Linked DNA regions of Sus scrofa: all the other regions are linked to region 3. The links are chromatin contacts, called in public Hi-C and promoter capture Hi-C maps. All regions are on one chromosome and are shown on one strand. Each heading gives the region's core, a stretch centred on a gene start, on an enhancer-like site or on the middle of the called end of the contact. The rest is flanking DNA. Distances are from core to core; before and after follow the strand shown.

The links. Promoter capture Hi-C pulls out the DNA fragments that hold promoters and counts their contacts. A called contact is a pair of places that touch in the nucleus more often than the background predicts.
Region 1: a promoter capture Hi-C map of liver shows a contact between it and region 3, with 2.1 times the contacts expected there. The contact joins the promoter of ANGPTL4 here to the promoter of ELAVL1 in region 3. A contact is called at or near these places in 1 of 5 promoter capture datasets (liver) and 1 of 47 Hi-C or Micro-C datasets (liver).
Region 2: a Hi-C map of heart right ventricle shows a contact between it and region 3, with 2.9 times the contacts expected there. The contact joins the promoter of XAB2 here to the promoter of ELAVL1 in region 3. A contact is called at or near these places in 2 of 47 Hi-C or Micro-C datasets (heart right ventricle and liver).

The regions. Positions count from the first base shown.
Region 1 is chr2:70,911,321-70,915,075 of Sscrofa11.1, forward strand. ANGPTL4 (angiopoietin like 4) reads right to left here and starts at 1,572. Exons shown (of 7, transcript NM_001038644.1): 1 at 1,146-1,572; 2 at 880-990; 3 at 636-753. The coding sequence starts at 1,481.
Region 2 is chr2:71,518,990-71,522,759 of Sscrofa11.1, forward strand. It overlaps XAB2 (pre-mRNA-splicing factor SYF1), which reads left to right and starts at 2,045. Exons shown (of 19, transcript XM_003123151.5): 1 at 2,045-2,172; 2 at 3,279-3,427; 3 at 3,683-3,770. The coding sequence starts at 2,122. It overlaps PET100 (PET100 homolog), which reads right to left and starts at 1,831. Exons shown (of 4, transcript NM_001097466.2): 1 at 1,786-1,831; 2 at 1,020-1,106; 3 at 836-868; 4 at 406-552. The coding sequence starts at 1,812. The coding sequence ends at 469. It overlaps PCP2 (Purkinje cell protein 2 homolog), which reads left to right. Exons shown (of 5, transcript XM_013987340.2): 5 at 220-405. The coding sequence ends at 339.
Region 3 is chr2:71,204,973-71,209,057 of Sscrofa11.1, forward strand. ELAVL1 (ELAV like RNA binding protein 1) reads left to right here and starts at 2,169. Exons shown (of 6, transcript NM_001195334.1): 1 at 2,169-2,295. It also overlaps a transcript of CCL25 not described here.

The sequences.
Region 1 (3,755 bases), core at 322-2,821, 290 kb before region 3:
CATCCCACCCTCCTAGAAGGTTCTAACCTCCAGGAAGGTGTCCCTGAGCTGTATTACCCCTTTCCTCACACCCTTGCTGCTCAAGTCCCTCTTGGACCCTCTTTCCCAACCCCTGCTCCTTTCTTTTCTTTTCTTTTTTTAGGGCCCCACTGTAGCATATGGAAGTTCCCAGAATAGGGATCAAATCAGAGCTGCAGCTGCCAGCCTACACCATAGCCACAGCGACATAGGATCCTAGCCACATCTGCGATCACACCAAAGCTCAGGAGAACGCCGGATCCTTAATCCACTGAGTGGGGCCAGGGATAAGAACTTGTAACCTCGTGGATACTAGTCAGGTTTGTTACTACGAACCACAAAGGAAACTCCCCCTGCTCCATTTAGTGGCCAGCGAGGTTATGGGGAAAGCCCACTGGCTTGCTGGGAAGAAGGGTAGGGTTGCCCAGCTGGGCAGGGTCAGGGATAAGGAGAGGGGTCCCCCCGTCACGCCTTCACAGGAGACCCCTAAGTTCACAGGAACTCAGGGCCAGGACTTTTCTCCTCCTCAGTAAGGTGGACCTGACAAGGAGTGGGGCAAGAATGGTAAGTGCGTGTGGGGGGTGTTGCTAGAGAACAGCAAAGGGCTGGACACTCACTGTGCAGGCGGCTGATATTGTGAGCTGGGCCAGCAGGCTGGGTCATCTTGGGTAGTCTTTTTCTCCTGGCAGCCTTGGCCACCCCATGGCCCAGGTGCATGGGAGCCAAGTGGTCCAGCTGGGAAAGGACAGGAGGAGGGTTTCAGGTCTGGCTGGCTCAAGCTGCCTGACCTGCCTGGCTGCACGTCCACACCCACAGGTCCAATTTCAACTACCCTCCCCATCTGGAGCAAGTATTGGGTACCTGGCCCTGCAAATTCTGGATTCTCAAGTGCTGCTTCTCCAGGTGCCGCTGCTGCTGGGCCACCTTCTGGAAGAGTTGCTGAATCTTGCTGTTCTGAGCCTTGAGCTGAGTCTGGGGAGAATGGGAAAACCCTGGTGAGGACCTGGCCTTCTGCCGCCAACTTCTTCCAACTCTCCATTCTTTGATTCTGGGGAAGGAAAGCCCAGGGAATCCGGGATGCGCCCCTTCCTGTCCACACCTTTACCGAGCAGTAGCAACGTACGTACCTGCAAGCTGTGGAGGGTCTCCGGGGCGGCGTCGCTTTGGGAAGGGACCAGATTCCCCGCGGTGAGAGGAGGCACGGCGGACCCCTCCGGGTCTTTGCAGGCGGCCCCGCACGCGCTCAGACGCCGTTCCAGCGCTCCTAGTTGCCCACGGGTGCGCTCCACGTGCTCCCGCAGCCCGCGGCCGAGCTGCAGGAGCCCGTGCGCCAGCACATTCACCTCGTCCCAGGACGCGAAGCGCGGCGCCTCAGGAGGTTCCGGGCTGCCCTGCGCGCTTAGCAGCCCAGCGGTGGCGGCGCACAGCACCAGCGCTGCTCTGGCTGTCGGCGCAGAGCGCATCCTTCCAGGTGGTCCGGAGGCTGGGACGCGAGGATTTCGGGACGCTGGGGCGAGGGGGCGCAAGGAGGACTCAGAGGTCGTGATGTGAGGGCTGGAGATGTGGAGGCCCGGGCGGAGACTCGCTTGGGTAGCGAAGCCAGAGGAAAGATTCGAATCACAGCCACCGGCGGTCCGCTTTGCATATCCCCTCGACGCCCTCTATTTTAAGCCCAGCGATGTAAGAGGCGGAGGAGGGAGGCGGGGCGCGGGGACTTCCGGGGGGCGGGGCGTGGGGTTCAGGGTGGGGTTCTGGACTCTTGAGGCAGCGTATTTACGGGAGTGGGGGATGCGCCCTCTGGGCGCAGAACTCTGGCTCCTCCCACCAGTCCCAGAGTGTCTCCACTGTTGTGCCTGGAGTACGTGATTCTTCCTCTCCCCGCGGTCCCCTTTCGAGTCCCCCCAACCCGCCCCCGCCACGCTCAGTGGGGATGGGGGAGGCGGGGGGCGGCATTCCTGACCCCCTCCCCAGCTCAAAAGCTGGCTAAGAAGGCCCTGGTGCGCTGAGCCTTGCAGAGCTAGGCGGAAACCTATGGACACTCCAAACACCTCCGCCCCTTGGAGACCTTCCGGGAGACATCGCGATCCCACGCTCTTTCCCGCTTAAGGCTTCGTCATTGCAGTTATGTTTGCGGGATTCCTTAACGTCCCTTATCCCACCCCGTACAACTTAGTGCTCTAGTGTTAGGGCCCTTCTGTCTTGTCGTCTCCGGCTGGAGCCTCGCTCCTCACTGCCCACTCTCTACCCTCAGGGTCCTCAGTGTCTGAGTCTTTGTCTGAATCAAGCAGGAACCTCGGAACAGAAAGAGGGGATAGGGAGTTCTCTTGTGGTGCAGCGGGTTAAGGAATCCGGCATTGTCACTGCTATGGTTGGGGTTTGATCCCTGGCCTGGGAACTTCCATGTGGCATGGGGCATAGCCCTCCCAAAAAAGGGGGAAAAAAAAAAAAAAAAAAGGATACAAGGAAGGAAACCCACCCCTCCTCCCTCATTCACTCATTTAACAAGCAGTCCTTTACTCTCCTGCAAGGAATTCCCAGGCTGGTGGAGAGACCCCAACGCTCTGAGCCTGGGACAAGGGCAGAGCTGAGACAGTGAAGGAATTGAGTGAGGGCATGACATGGACCATGTTCCACAAGGATAAGCATTTATTCTCAGCAAACTTTTTCTAAAGTCTTCCCCCTCCATCCCCACCAACTAATTTCATTATTTTTTTTTTTTCCAGAAAATTGAGGTTGGAGTAGAAAAACCAGCTTGCCAGGAAGAACCCTGGGCACGCTGGCTCAGAGCACAGGCAAGAAGAACAGAGTTGACTCAGCAGAGTTCTGAGCCAGCTCAGCCTCTGGAATCTGAAACTGCGTGCCCTGGGGCTGACGTGCAGGTCACCACTCATACACTTGGCCGGGCCGGATGCCAGGATGGCAGATCTCGGCAGCAGTGACAGGCAGATGAGAAGGGCAGGGAGGAAAACCTTGGCAAGTAGATCCAGACAGCCACCATCTGCCCTGGCAGCCAGCCTGCTCACCCCCCCACCCCCCAGCCCTTGTCTCTCTCTTTTTTTTTTTTTGGATGCCCCACAGCATATGGAGTTCCCAGTCCAGGGATCAGATCCGAGCTGCAGCTGTTGACCTAAGCTGCAGCTGCGGCAACGCTAGATTCTTAACCCACTGTGCCGGGCGGGGGATCCCATTGCGCCACAGTGGGAACTCCCCCTTGTCTCCTTCTGAGTGTGAGGCGGGGATGAAGGGTGGGAGGATGGTACATAGCTATCCCAGAGTACCCTCTCCTCCTCCTTGGCTTCTTGCACTGAGGAAGATGATGATCAGTCACTTTCCCAACTCCATGGTCTTTTCCTGATCCACTTTTCAGGGACTTCTACCTCTGTGCCATGTTTCAGAGGACACAAGACACCCTCAAAACTCTTAGAGGCTCCTGCAGTGAACAAGCTACACACACATTTGTCCAGGGATCCAGAGCTGGCACTGGATTACCTCCTAAAAACTGCTCTGTGGTATATGCCTTTGACCCAGCCATAACATATTACCATGATCAATTGTTTCTTGAGCACCCACTGCGTCCTGGTTACTGTGCTGGGGTCCATAAAGGTGGGCAAGACACTCCCTTCTCCAAAGTAGGCTTAAAGGTCAAAATAAATGGCATTAGAAGGGTGACCTGTGGGCTGGAATCTCTCATCAGAAAGAAAGCAATGAAATTGACTTTTTTTCCCCCCTGTCAATGG
Region 2 (3,770 bases), core at 795-3,294, 310 kb after region 3:
CAAGACCTTGGTGAGATCACCAAGATCCATTAGCTCCTAAATAGCACTCTAAATGTTGAGTAACTGAGGAAAGCAGGAGCTCAGGGATGGTGGGACGGGTGGGGGGTCGGGGGAGGCAGGATGTCGGCTGCCACATCCGCCCTCCCTCCAATGTCTGTGTTACTTCTGGCCAGCACTGCCCCGGGTCCCTTCCTCTGGCTGACCCTTCCTCATCCACAGGACGGAGGGCAGAAACGAGCCGGGACCCTCAGCCCCCAACCCCTCCTCACCCCTCAGGACCCGTCTGCTCTCAGCTTCCGTCGGAACAGCAGCCCCCAGCCCCAGACACAAGCCCCCTGAGGGCCTGAGGCATCCTGGGCCCCACTTGGCCCCTGAAAGCAGACAATAAAACACTTCCACAGGCAACAAAGAATTACGTGTGTGTTATTTCATGGGTGGAGGGGCTGGGACTCAGGCACTTGCAAGGCCTCAGGAGCTCTGCTGGGCTGCACGGAGAAGCCTTTCCTCCCGCTGCTTCCGTATCCTCTCCTTGAATTCTTCTAGCTCTTGGCGCTGGGGGAGGGGATGGGATGGGAAGGAAGGAGTGGTATAAACACCTCAAGGCCAGGACCTCTTTCCCACCACCCTTCCCCTGGCCCCCCAGACTGTAGCTTCAGAGTCCAGCCTCTATACTGGAAGCCTGTGCCAATTACAACCAGGGTCTAAGTGGGATTAGGTTCAACCTTCAGGGAGAGGGCGGTAAGGAAACCACATGTCCCTCCACTCTCAGTCCCATCATGGCAATGGGGAGCCAGGCCCCTCTGTCCTCTGGCGGAAAGAAGAATATGTCTCTTACCTGGTCCTCCTTCTCGGGGGGCCACAGCTCCCTCTGTAGGGACAACAACACAGTTGGAGCCACAAGCCAGGAGCCTCCAGAGCCCCACACCAGGGCCGGGTCGGCTCAGGGGAGGCAGACACTGGTGCCCAGCAGATTGGTGCCCCCTACCCTCCCCCACCCCCTGGAATGAACCTGTGCCCACCTTGCGCTGTATGACATAGTCCTCAAACCACTCGGCCTGATTCGCAATCCAGAACATAGCCACAGGGAAGGTGAGGTAGATGGTCATCTGGAAGGGCAGGAGTCGGATGAGCAGGGCAAGGAACTACTACCTCTGCCCCCACTGTGTGGGGGCTGCTCAGGGCCTGGAGGACCATTCTCTGGCAGAGACCAGGGATACCCCTGCAGCCCCAGAACCCCCCAAAAATTCCCACCAAGGGTACAGAAGCCACACACCTTAAAAAGTCTAGCCCCATAATCCAAGAGTCCTTACTGCTGAAAGCCCCCTTTGAGGCCAGGAGATTCCCTTTCAAAGAAAGACATGCACACACACACAGGCCCCGGGAGCAGAAGAGCTCATAGAGCATAAAGGTATCTCTTTGAGACCTCATTATCCCACCCCCCGTCAGACCCCGGAGAACCCCCAACCCCAAAAGGTCTCACGCTTCAGTCTACACCCCTAAATCTAAGAGTGCCTGCCGCACACGCACCATGAGCCCGAGATCTGCTCCAGAGCCTGGAGCGTTTCTTCCTAGAGCCCCCTCCCTATATCCCCCCTCTCAGAGGGCCTTCCTCACATGAGCCCTCCCAGAGCCCCCAGCCCAGGGCCCCCTCTTCAGGGTTTCAACTGTAAAGGTTGAAAGGCTTTCGCCCCCAGAGCGCCATCTCTCGGAGGCCCCCCTTTTCAGAGTCTCCTCATCCAGAAAGACCCGGCGCCCAGCGGTCCAACCGCTCCACTGCTCACTGACCCGAAACACCTCCAGCTTCACGCCCATCTCGCTCCTCTTGGGCTTCAAAGCCGCTTCCGCCCAAAACCAACCTTCCAGCAAGACTGCCGCTCATTAGGGGTCGGCGGTCTCTAGTGCTGAAACCGATTGGCCTGAGGAACTCTCTGGATGACGTCATCTTCGGACGCTTCTTCCTGTTTCCGGTAGCTGGCGCTGTCTAAGAGAAAGTCAACAACTCAGGCCGCGCTATTGGGAAGGGTTCAACCAATAGGAAAACGGATCTGGCCAGAGAGGGCGGCCTTCAGTCTGAGACGTCATTATAGCGCGACTCCTGCCAGTACCTGGAGCGCCCGGAAAATGGTGGTGATGGCGCGGCTCTCGAGAACCGAGCGGCCGGACCTCGTCTTTGTGAGTTCGCGGCGGGGCCGAGGATGGCTCGCGTGGGCACTCTGAGGCTTAGATGCCTCAGGGCATTGGGGCCTAGCCGCCCGAGGGAACTAGGCTAGAGCTTTGTCGGCCCGAGGGTAGGAAGAGCATTACGGGCCGGAGACGGGGACCAGGCTAGTCAAGAGCAAAGGGCTGGTGCTGGAGACCAAGTGGTCTGAGTAAAGAGCAGGTGGTCTAGATTAAGGGCTTGGCGTCCTGGTCCTGCGGCGGAAATGGGAACGCGCAGAGAATGGGAAGGAAGGGAGACGAGCTAAATCTTGGGAGGCCTGATATTTGAAGTAAAGGCATAGTGACCAGTCTAGGGTTCTGGTTTCAGTGGTAAAGTCTTGGTGTCCTGGGTAGTGGTCTAGGTCATGAGCGTTATAGTTTCTGGGATAAAGGCTTGGCATCTGAGAGAGAACCCTGGAATTGGAAGTAAAGACCTAGTGAGGTGAAGCTGCTCAGGCGATGGCCAGTGGAATCCTGAAGACTCAAAGACTTGGTGTTTGGAGTGGAAGCCTGGCATCTCCATGAGATTCCTGGTGTCTGAGTTAAAGGCTAGGCATCCTGTCCAAACCTTTCTCTCTGAGATAAGGGTCTAGCTTCCAGCTTCTGGAGGCAGAATTGAGCTAGACTCTGACTAGCGGGAGCCTGAGGTGCCAAAGGTCTGGTGTCTGAGAAGAGGTATATTGTGAAGAGGTAAGACATGGTGTCAAAAACAACAACAACAACAACAAAAAAAAAAAAAACACCAAAAAACTTGTTGTCTAGGGCAGAGGCTTGGTGTCTAAGGAGGCTGCTGATCTGGGCCAGAGACTGGGTACCAGAAGAGTGATGTCTGGGTGGTAGTCTCATGTCTAGCCTAGAACCCCGTGACCAAGGAGTCTGATGGTCTGGCTCAGATTGTAAGCAGCAGAATTCTGAGGGGTGAAAGGATAGATCAGAGTCCTGGGATATGGGCATCTGGTGACCAGGCTCTGATGGTGGGAACTGGGACCTGGGTAGGGGTCCGGAGCTTGGCGTGGAGTGGTGCTGCCCTCAGGCTCTGAGGGTAGGGTTGTCTTCTCCCCGTTCATCGGCCCTGGCAGGAGGAAGAGGACCTCCCTTATGAGGAGGAGATCATGCGGAACCAGTTCTCCGTCAAATGCTGGCTCCGCTACATTGAGTTCAAACAGGGTGCCCCGAAGCCCAGACTCAATCAGCTGTACGAGCGGGCGCTGAAGCTGCTGCCCTGCAGGTGAGGTTGGCTGCAGCTGCTCTGCCTGTCTCAGCCCCACCCCACTTGTCCCATCACACCAGAGCTGGCTAGTAGGTCCCAGGTGATTGCTATGTGTGGCACCTTTGATTGGTGAGCACACTTTCCCTGCCCATCCCCCCATGGGAGACTTGTCACCCCTCCTCAGACCCCTTCTCCCAACACTTGTCTCCTGGGGCAGGGGGAGGGTTTTAGGATCTGTAAAGCTGACCAATCACTGCCTTCCCCCCTCCCCAGCTACAAACTCTGGTACCGCTACCTGAAGGCACGCCGGGCACAGGTGAAGCACCGTTGCGTGACCGACCCAGCCTATGAAGATGTCAAC
Region 3 (4,085 bases), core at 919-3,418:
TTCTAAAAAATAGCAGATTAATGATAGCAATAGTGAAGCATAGATAAACGAATGAAAAGACTTCATTATTCATCATGGTGACAATGATTATAGCTCCCTTCTCACAGAGCTATTGTGAGGACTCCACAGAGCTCACATAGAGCGTTTTGCACACAGTATAAGCTCTATTCAGGGTATTGCAATTGTCACCATTCTATTAAATCTATGCCATCCACTATGGGAGCCACAGGCTTTAGGTGACCAATTTTTTTTTCTTATTTTTTTTTTTTTTACCAAATTTAAATTAAATAAAAATTGAAGTTCCCATTGTGGCTCAGGAGTAAAGAACCTGACGTTGTCTCTGTGAGGATATCAGTTCAATCCCTGGCCTTGAGAGCTGCGGCACAGGTTGCAGATGTGGCGCGGATTGGGCATTGCTGTGGCTGTGGCGTAGGCTGGCAGCTGTAGTTCTGATTCAACCCTTAGCTTGGGAACTTCCATATGCCACAGATGGGGACATAAAAAAAAAGTAAAAATTAAGTACATTAAAAACCTGGGAATTCTCGCTCCAGCACAGTGGGAACAAATCTGACTAGTATCCATGAGGATGTGGGTTTCATCCCTGACCTCGCTCAGTGGGTCGGAAATCTGGCATTGCCGTGAGCTGTGGTGTGGGTCGAAGACACAGCTTGAATCCCAAGTTGCTGTGGCTGTGGTGCAGGCTGGCAGCTGTAGCTCCAATTTGGCCCCTAGCCTGGGAACTTCCATATGCCATGGGTGCGGTCCTAAAAAGCAAACAACAACAACAACACCCCTCAGTTCTTCAGTACCATGTGCCACCAGCCACATGTCAACTGCCCAAAAGCCACATGGAGCTGGTGATTATTAAATGAGACACTGCTGATTAAAAGGCATGCCCATGATGGGAGAAAGTTCTGTTGGATAAACATGACACTATACTACACTATGATTATTTTTTCAGTGTTCTTGACTCTTTCTGGTCCTTCTGCAGATCCTATTGTCTCAATCTTCCTAACAGTCCTCTTTCAAACTGAAATCCCCACATTCCTCACCTATGCCCTCTGTCCAATTTACTTTTCCTCTTACCACTTTTCACCACTGTGTGTGGAATCCACTTGATTTCTTTTCTGCCTCCTCATCTAGCACTGCACGGTCTCATACAGTAGTCACTGGCAACTGCGCTGTTGAGCCCTTGAAACGTAGCCAGTCCAACTTCAGAAGCGCTGTGAGTGTAAAAAAACACCAGATTTCAAAAGCACGTAAAGAAGGAAAAAAAAAAAAAAACATAAAAAGATCTCAGAACTTTTTATATTGGTTACATGTTGAAACAGCTTTTTGGACATAAATTGGGTTCAATAAAACACATCATTAAAATTAACATCTCCTGTTTCTTTTTATTTTTCCCCCTCTAGCATGGCTATAAGAAACGTTAAATTACTCATGTGGCTAACATTTGTGGTACGCTTATACCGCTCTTGGACAGAGCCAGCCTAGAATGTCAACCAAATAGAGGCAGGTATTTTGGCTAGTTCACTGTGCACACATTGACTGGCACGTAGTAGGCACTCAATTAAATTTTAATGAATGGGTGTTAGGCTGAGCATCGGGGTAAACTGCTAGCTCTGATAAGCAACACTGATGGAACGCTGACGGCATCCCATGCCCCGCCTACTCATTACACCAGATAAGGAAACTGAGGCCCGCCGAGGTGACGTCAGCCCCTGCCCAAGGGTACGTAGTGCGGAAACGCTGGGGCCAGGATTCGAACCCGAGTCCTGCCTTTACAGTCCTGGTGCACTGACCGCTCCTACCTTGTAGGGTGGTAACGGTGGCCGCGGCGGCGGTGGGACACATAGGCTCGAGACACACAAAATGCCCCCGATAAAGGGCGCGGCTCTTCGGTCACCGCCTTCCGTCGGCCGCCGTGGGCCAAGCCCCAACTGGCCCCCTCCGCGGCCATCGCCGGCCACCCGCGTCTCTGCCTGCCGCCGAGCCCTTCTCAGGCGGCGCCAGCCGGAAGTCCCGCCTCCGCCGCGCGCCCCGGGGCGCCGCGACAGCAACGCCGGCCAACGAGAAGCGCGCAGTGGCGGACGCTGGCCAATGGGTGCGCGCGTCGGGGGGGCGTGTCCGGGCCGCGGGCCGGAGCGGGTCGTGCGCGCTGAGGAGGAGCCGCCGCCGCCGTCGCCGTCGCCGCCGCTGCCGCCACCGCTACCGAGGCCGAGCGGAGCCGTTAGCGCCGCGCCGCCGCCGCCCGCCCGACCCGGAGCAGCCCCGGGCCATCCCGCCCGCGTCCAGGTGAGGCGGGGGCCTTCGGCGGCGCTCGACGGGGTAGGCCGCGGCAGGCCTGAGCTCGCCTGGCCGGGCCGCGGGCGCTCGCGGGCCTGCACCGGCCGAGGCCCAGGCCGCGCGGGGCTGGGAGGGGACGCGCACGGGCCTCGGCGAGCTGGCGAGGGCCGGCCGCTGTGGGCGCCGGCGACAGGCCCCGGGCCGGATTCCTTGGCCGCCGCGAGGGCCGAAAGAGGGGGACGCGGCGTGGGCACGCGCCTGGCGGCCGGGCTCCACGGCCGGGCCGGGGTAGTCTTGCAAGCCGGCTATCCGGGGGCGGGAGAGCGAAGCCAGAGACGAGGGAGTCGGGTGAGCGCCTTCAGCGCGCAGAGGTCACGGCCCACGGGCACGCTCCCCGGGGAAATCCTATACATTCTTTTGTGGTCGTTGTCAGAGGACCGCGGCCGATCTGAGGTCCTTTTAGAAGTGTGCAAACCCTTCACTATGTATGAGGGTCGAAGAAAAATATATATTTATGGACGCCATCTCTAACAAAGCTGTTTTTGAGGCGTGGGACGTTTGGGTTTGTAAAATTGTGTGTGTGTGTAAAACATAAACTGCACGCAGTTGAACAATGGAGGATGGATGTTCTTCCTTTTCCGGCGTCCTCCGCTGCTAGGCTTATTAAAATGGGTTCTAATACCTACTGTTTGTAGGGCATGTGGGGAAGAACTTCTGCAGGCCCTGCCCCTGGAGGAACAGAGCCCCCTCCCCTTTACTGAAAGTATTCCTGTGGAATCCTGAGAACCAATGTCCAGAAGTGGGACGATGGGGAGGAGGATTCAAGGGTTTTCAACCTTGGCGCTACTGACATTTGGGATCTGATCATTTTTGGTTTGTGGGGGAGGGCTGTTCTGTGTATGGTAGGATGCTGAGTAGCATCCCTGGCCTCTACCCACGAGACGCCAGCAGCATCCATGTCCCCTAGTTGTGAAGATCAAAAATATCTTCAGATGTTGCTGAAAGTATCTCACACACACACACACACACACACACACGCGCGCGCGCGCGCTTACACATGTGAGAACCACCACTGGACTAAATGATATTACCCTAAAAGTTCCCTTAGCCCCATCTCTGATGCCTTGGAACGGAAGGCTCCCAAAACGTTGAACAGATTCAGCTGTGGGAGCCTTCGTTTTCTTATCTATGAAACAGGACGGATGAGAATATTGCTGTACAGATATTAAGGATGTGGGAAACCCCAGCATTGTGTGTGACCTGTGCCTGGTAGGCATTGAATATATAACATTATAAACAGTTGACAGTGTTTAGTGAGCATTTACTAGGTGTTTTACACTCACAGACTTTTGTTTGTCTTTAGCCTTGAGGTAGGTGCCGTTGTAATTTCTATTTGGGGACAAAGAAACAGGCTTGCATGGGTCACTTAATGTGACCAGTCTCACACAGTGAAGTGTGATGATGGCAGGAGTTGAGCTCAGGCCCTCTGATTCGGAGTCTTTACTCTTAGGCACTGGATTTTACTGCCGTTATAATCGCAGGGTCCAGGGGACCTCAGTTGACATTGCATTGAATTATCATTGAGCATCTTCTGTGTACAGGATTCTGTGCTGGGATCTGTTACAAAATTCAAGGTCCATCAAGAAGCAAAGCTATATGAACATCTCAAAATGTGGAAAAAATGTTTATGTTGAAGCACTGATTTGGAGGCAGAATTTCAGTTTGGATGTGTTGAGTCTGAGGTCATGGGACAGCAAAGTGCAAAACAAGAGGAGAATTATAAAAATGCCATCTTCTTG